Linked DNA regions of Mus musculus: region 1 is linked to region 2. A link is a contact called in public capture Hi-C data. All regions are on one chromosome and are shown on one strand. Each heading gives the region's core, a stretch centred on a gene start, on an enhancer-like site or on the middle of the called end of the contact. The rest is flanking DNA. Distances are from core to core; before and after follow the strand shown. Region 1 holds the start of Clec4n (C-type lectin domain family 4, member n). Region 2 holds the start of Dppa3 (developmental pluripotency-associated 3).

Evidence for each region. Capture Hi-C pulls out chosen DNA fragments and counts their contacts.
Region 1: a contact with region 2 is called in a capture Hi-C map of macrophages, with 2.7 times the contacts expected there. The contact joins the promoter of Clec4n here to the promoter of Dppa3 in region 2. A contact is called at or near these places in 1 of 115 datasets of contacts at active chromatin or transcription factors (bone marrow-derived dendritic cells) and 1 of 9 other capture datasets (macrophages).

What each region holds. Positions count from the first base shown.
Region 1 is chr6:123,228,539-123,231,238 of GRCm38.p6, reverse strand. It overlaps Clec4n (C-type lectin domain family 4, member n), which reads right to left and starts at 1,396. Exons shown (of 6, transcript NM_020001.2): 1 at 1,196-1,396; 2 at 646-735. The coding sequence starts at 1,220.
Region 2 is chr6:122,625,124-122,627,823 of GRCm38.p6, reverse strand. Dppa3 (developmental pluripotency-associated 3) reads right to left here and starts at 1,400. Exons shown (of 4, transcript NM_139218.1): 1 at 1,214-1,400. The coding sequence starts at 1,301. RefSeq lists a promoter at 1,330-2,700.

The DNA.
Region 1 (2,700 bases), core at 147-2,646, 600 kb before region 2:
CATAATAGACTTCACACACGGATTCTGAGCAGATGAAACAGGACAGAGATATTTTATTTCCTCAATCATCACTATCTCATTTGGTGACTTTTTACTCTTCTATTGAGAAAGGAAAATCCCATATAAATCAGACTCTAAGCTGTCGACATTATGAAATCAACTGGACTTGCACTCCCAATATAGAGATGTGAGAAGAGACTGTGATTACTGGTGAACCCAGTGCTGGAAGGCACTGTCACAGACAATGGTTGTAAATAGTATGAGCTAACAAAGCTGGTGAAGAAACCTTACATATCTCATTAGTCAAAAGATGGGGGAAAAAAAAGAAAAGGAACAAAGAAGAGAAGTCAAGAAAAACATGGCATTACCTGTGAAGTCAGACCAGATAATGGGATTAAAATAACAACTCCAGGCTGGTGGTAGCATATGCCTTCAATCCCAGCACTTAAGAGGCAGAGGTAGGAGGATCTCTTTGAGTTCAGGGCCATCCTGATCTATGGAGAGAATTCCAGGACAGCCAAGGCTTGTTACACAGAAAAACTCTGTCTTGAAAAGCCAAAACAAAACAAAAGTGTCCCTTGGAGTCTCTGTGGAACAGAGACTAGACAGTGCCCCAAAAGAGACACCAGTCAATGAAGAACTTACCCACACAGCTCGCAATGAAACAGGTACTCAAGAGTAACATGGAAATCACAGCAGCTGACCAGAGTCTCAGGGTCCAGCAGACTCCCTTCCCTGTCAGATAGCAATCAGATGTACTCACCACAGGACCAAAAACCTTAGATCAGTTAATAACCAGACAAAATGCTCAGAATAATTATGAACTTAAAGTAGGAAAAAGCTGTCACAGCCCTATAATATGACCAAGTCAGCTCTTAAGCACACACACACACACACACACACACACACACACACACACACTCACAATCTAGAAATATTTCACCCTCAGGCACCTGCAATTTCCATGACCTTATACTTTCTTCTTGTTGTCACATTTCACACCCCCTTCAATAATTTGGTTTCTTGTTGTTTTGAGGGCTTCTGGCTCTGAGATATTATACTTCTGACACATCCCTGGGACTCTGCTGTCTTGATCTACTTCACCACTTCAGCCTGCCACTTGTCCCAGGTAGATCCTCATCACAGTACGTATTCCTATTGTCTCCTTTGACTGAGACAGGAATTCTCACCTCACCTTGGGATTGTCTTTCCTGCACCATTGTTGAGGTGTATGTTCAGAAGGTCAGGGGTTTCTTGCATCTGTCTCCAAAATACGACTCAGGGACCTGGCTTCTGTCAAAGAGGCCAGAGTTCAGAATCAACTTCCACACACACTTGAGTTAAATGCCACAGAGCGGGCCAATGCTGCAAACCCAGAAGTCAGAGAGTCTGCACTGCTCTCCACTGATTTAAAGACATGGGAAAGAGGAAATTGAGAAACATACCTAAATTTGTTCCTAAAAACTCTGTCAAGAATGTTCTCATTACTTTCTCAGTTCCTAATGTGGAAGTATCTCCGACCTCAAAATAAATTTGTCTATAAACTGTATTTACATTAAATGTTCTTTACAATACATTATGTGGATTATTCAGTTGATATGAGGCTTAACTCATATATCAAACAGGATTCTAGGAAGCAATAAGTCTGAATGGCTGAATGGTTAGCTGCTTGTCCTGGGTTGGATATCTAGAAGTCCTCACCCCTTCACACATGTGTACACATGTGCATGCATACATACATACATACATACATACATACATACATACATACATACATACATTAAAGCAAGACATGTGAGTATTAGTCAGAAGTGGTATTGTGACATACAAGGGTGTTGTGGTGTACATTTTGCTATATTGTGACTTTTTGGAATGGAATCAAGCAGGTATTTTAATTATGATTATTGTGACTACATTTTGAAGGTACTAACTCCATTTTGACATTCCTCTTTTCACACAAGCTGTAACTAAGGTAAATAACTGCTCTATCATCTTGACAACACATAAGCAATCACATTGATGACTGTAGGTCAATATGCAAATGAGACTCATGGTATCTAGACTTTTTAGGTGTGTGTGCCCTGTGTATTCAGATTTGACCTGTGTATTCAGATTGCCACGTGTGACACTTTTTTTTCTTTTCTTTTCTTTTTTTTTTTTTTTTTTTTTTTTGGTTTTTCAAGACAGGGTTTCTCTCTATAGCCCTGGCTGTCCTGGAATACACTCTGTAGATGAGGCTGTCCTCAAACTCAGAAATCCACCTGCCTCTGCCTCCCAAGTGTTGAGATTAAAGGAATGCGCCACCATTGCCCGGCATGTGACACATCTTGACTCTACAGTTCCCTCTCAACTGTAGGTGTGGAGACTCTACTGAAACAAATGAGTCCTTCTCTTCAGCACTGATGATTTGAGAGCACTCTGGACTTTTTTCATTCCTATCTTGGAAGGGACTGATCTCAGTAACCGTCCACAGGATTTCATCCATGAGTCTATGTTTGGTTCACTTCTAATGCTGTGTGCTCAACTAATTTTTTTCTTGAACCTATTTTTGCCTATATATCCATATATTCCTTTCCCTTATTTTTGTATGATCTCTAATTGTGATACTTGAAACAAACTGATTGATTGGTTTATGGACCGTTTTCATGTGGGGCCTCACTTGTCATTTGATTGGAGAGTAAAGAGGAGCCCACTCCTCTG
Region 2 (2,700 bases), core at 151-2,650:
GGGGCTGAACAGCCTCAAGATTTAAAAAGCCCCCAAAGGCTAAAGAATTATCTCGTGGAAATACGAAGGTCCCGTGTAACTGGCAGATTCAAGGCATTTTTTTGTTTTCTAATCAGACCGGAGGGGAGGGCTCCTCTCGAGCCACGCCCTAGACCGGGAGTGCCCGGAGGCAGTCCCTCGGACAAAGAATCAACTGCAGCTGGGGAGTGGGAACCAGTGGGCCCATGTAGCACACGGCTCAGCCTATCTTGGGCTCCCCTTGAATAGCCATTTACCTGAAAAGGATATTTAGCTGGAAAGAAAGTAGATGAGAATAAGAAAAAAAAAAAAAAAAAAAAAAAAAAAAACCCAGGTTCAACTGAAGCTTAAAAGATTCCGCTGTCGCCCACCGAGGTGGCACTGCCTTTAATCCCTGCACTCGAAAGTCTGAGAAAGGCGGATCCTCCTGAGTCCCAAGCCAGCCTGGTGTACAGCGTCCTAGGACAACCTGGGCTACACAGAGAAGCAAACAAAACTCCGGTGCTACACAAGGGCCGGCATGACACTGCACACTTTTAATTCTAAAACTTTGGAGGCAGAGGCAGGAGGATCGAGACTGAGCCCAGCCAGGGCTACAAGGTTGCGTTCCTTGTATCTACTACCACAGAGTGAGACTGTCTCAACCAAGATTTCTATGCTAAAACAACACAAACAACGCCCCCCCCCACACACACACACACTGCAGCCCACTCGGAAGCCTTTAATCTTTAATTCTCGGATTTGGGATGCCATTCTGGATTGCACAGGGAGTTCTAGTCCAGGCACTGTTGCCTCAAACACCAAATCATAAATATTTAAAAACAAAACAAAATAAAAACACCGCGGAGACCAATTGCTGATGAGGAAATGTTACCCCCCCCCCCCAACCATACAACCCAGTACAGCCCAGAACGTGGTCTTATGAGTCTTAAAAATCCCGCAACCGAGATACCACAGTCTCAACTCCCTCCCGGTTCTTTTTATCTCTACGAACCAGCATTTTCACCCCGAGGAAGGTGTATATTCTTAACCATCATCTCTGGCTTGGGTTTGCACTCACAACAGATGGCCTGAAACTCCCTGGTCCTCCACTGAGTCAGTGCTGGGCTCAGTGATACCAGCCTCGTGCTAGCTGAACGAGAAGAGAAGGGAGGGCTTCCCAAAACCCCGGGCAGAAAGGCCGACGCCGGCCTACCTGTATCATCCAAAGCGTCCTCTTCATCTTTCTTCTGAGGAGTTTCAGGGTCCTTCATTGGGTCGACTTTCTCTGATGGTTCCTCCATGGCGATGCGATGGGCAGAAGCCTCAAAAGCTAGCTCGGAACAAGATTGCTTAGTCTTTGAAAAGACCTAAAACCAAGACCCAATTAGCAGTCAGTCTGTGAATGGGGGGGGGGGGGTCTGGTTTCCTTTTATACAGCCGAGTCTACCCCCAGGCTACTTTAATGCTAATGAGCAGTGATTACAGGCTTCACCTGAGCTACACCTTTAGGCGGAGGCGGGGCCTTTTTACTGTAGGATTCCCCGCTCTCGGTTAAAACTAACCCTGCGCAATCCCAGCCAGTTCCAGGGAGGCTGAGGCAGGTGGATCTCTGAGTTCTAGACCAGCCCTAGTCACAAAATGGGAAGGAAAAAAAAAAAAGACTTCAAACCTGGCAGTGGTAGCCACCACGCCTTTAATCCTAGCACCTGGGAGGCAGAGGCAGGCGGATTTCTGAGTTCGAGGCCAGCCTGGTCTACAGAGTGAGTTCCAGTCAGGACTATACAGAGAAGCCCTGTCTCGAAAAAGCAAACAACAACAACAAAGATTGCAGATTTTATCTAGAATCTCTTTTGGTTTCCTGAAATATCAGGAATTTTATTTTTGTTTATTACATCTTGGAGATGGCTAGTGATCAGTGAACTGGGTTTATATGTTCTAGAATAGGCAGTTGTGCCGTCCCCCACCCCCTTCCCATCAGTTAAGTTAATTAGAATGTTTCCTTTGACTGCTTCATCTTAAATCTTTGAAAACTATTTCACTTTAAATGCTACTAAATAAAGATGTATTTGTTATACTTAAATAGATGGATATTTTATGATATATATATATATATGCATGGAATTCAAGAATATATAATTGTGGATCATTTCATAGACAATACATTTAATAATATCTAACTCTTTGTTTGAGACTCCGTGTAGTCTTGCTGTTCAGAAACTTGGTATGTAACAGCCCAGGTTGGCCTCAAACTGGAGAGCTCTTCCTTTCTCTGCCTCCAATGTGCTAGGATTATAAAGCTTACAACACCATCCGCACAACTTTTTTTAAAGAGACACGCCCCCCTTCTCCCCGTCTCTCAGCAGGTGGCCTGAAACTTTTTGTTTGTTTGTCTTGTTTTTCCAAACAGGGCAGACTTGGCTGCTTAGGAACTCCCTGTGTAGACCAGGCCAGCTGCCAACTCAAATATCTCCCTGCCTCAACCTCTGCACTTTGGAACTTTGAATCCTAAGTCAGTCTACACCAGTGCTGGCATTTCAGGCGTGGGTGACTCACCTGGTATAAGCATTTCTGAGCATCTAAAATTAACTTTGGTTGGGCATGCTGGCTCACACCTATAATCACAACATCCAAGAGGCTGAGGCAGCAGGATCTCTAATTCTAGGTCAGCCAAGGCTACTGTGTGAGACTTTGTCTAGGAGG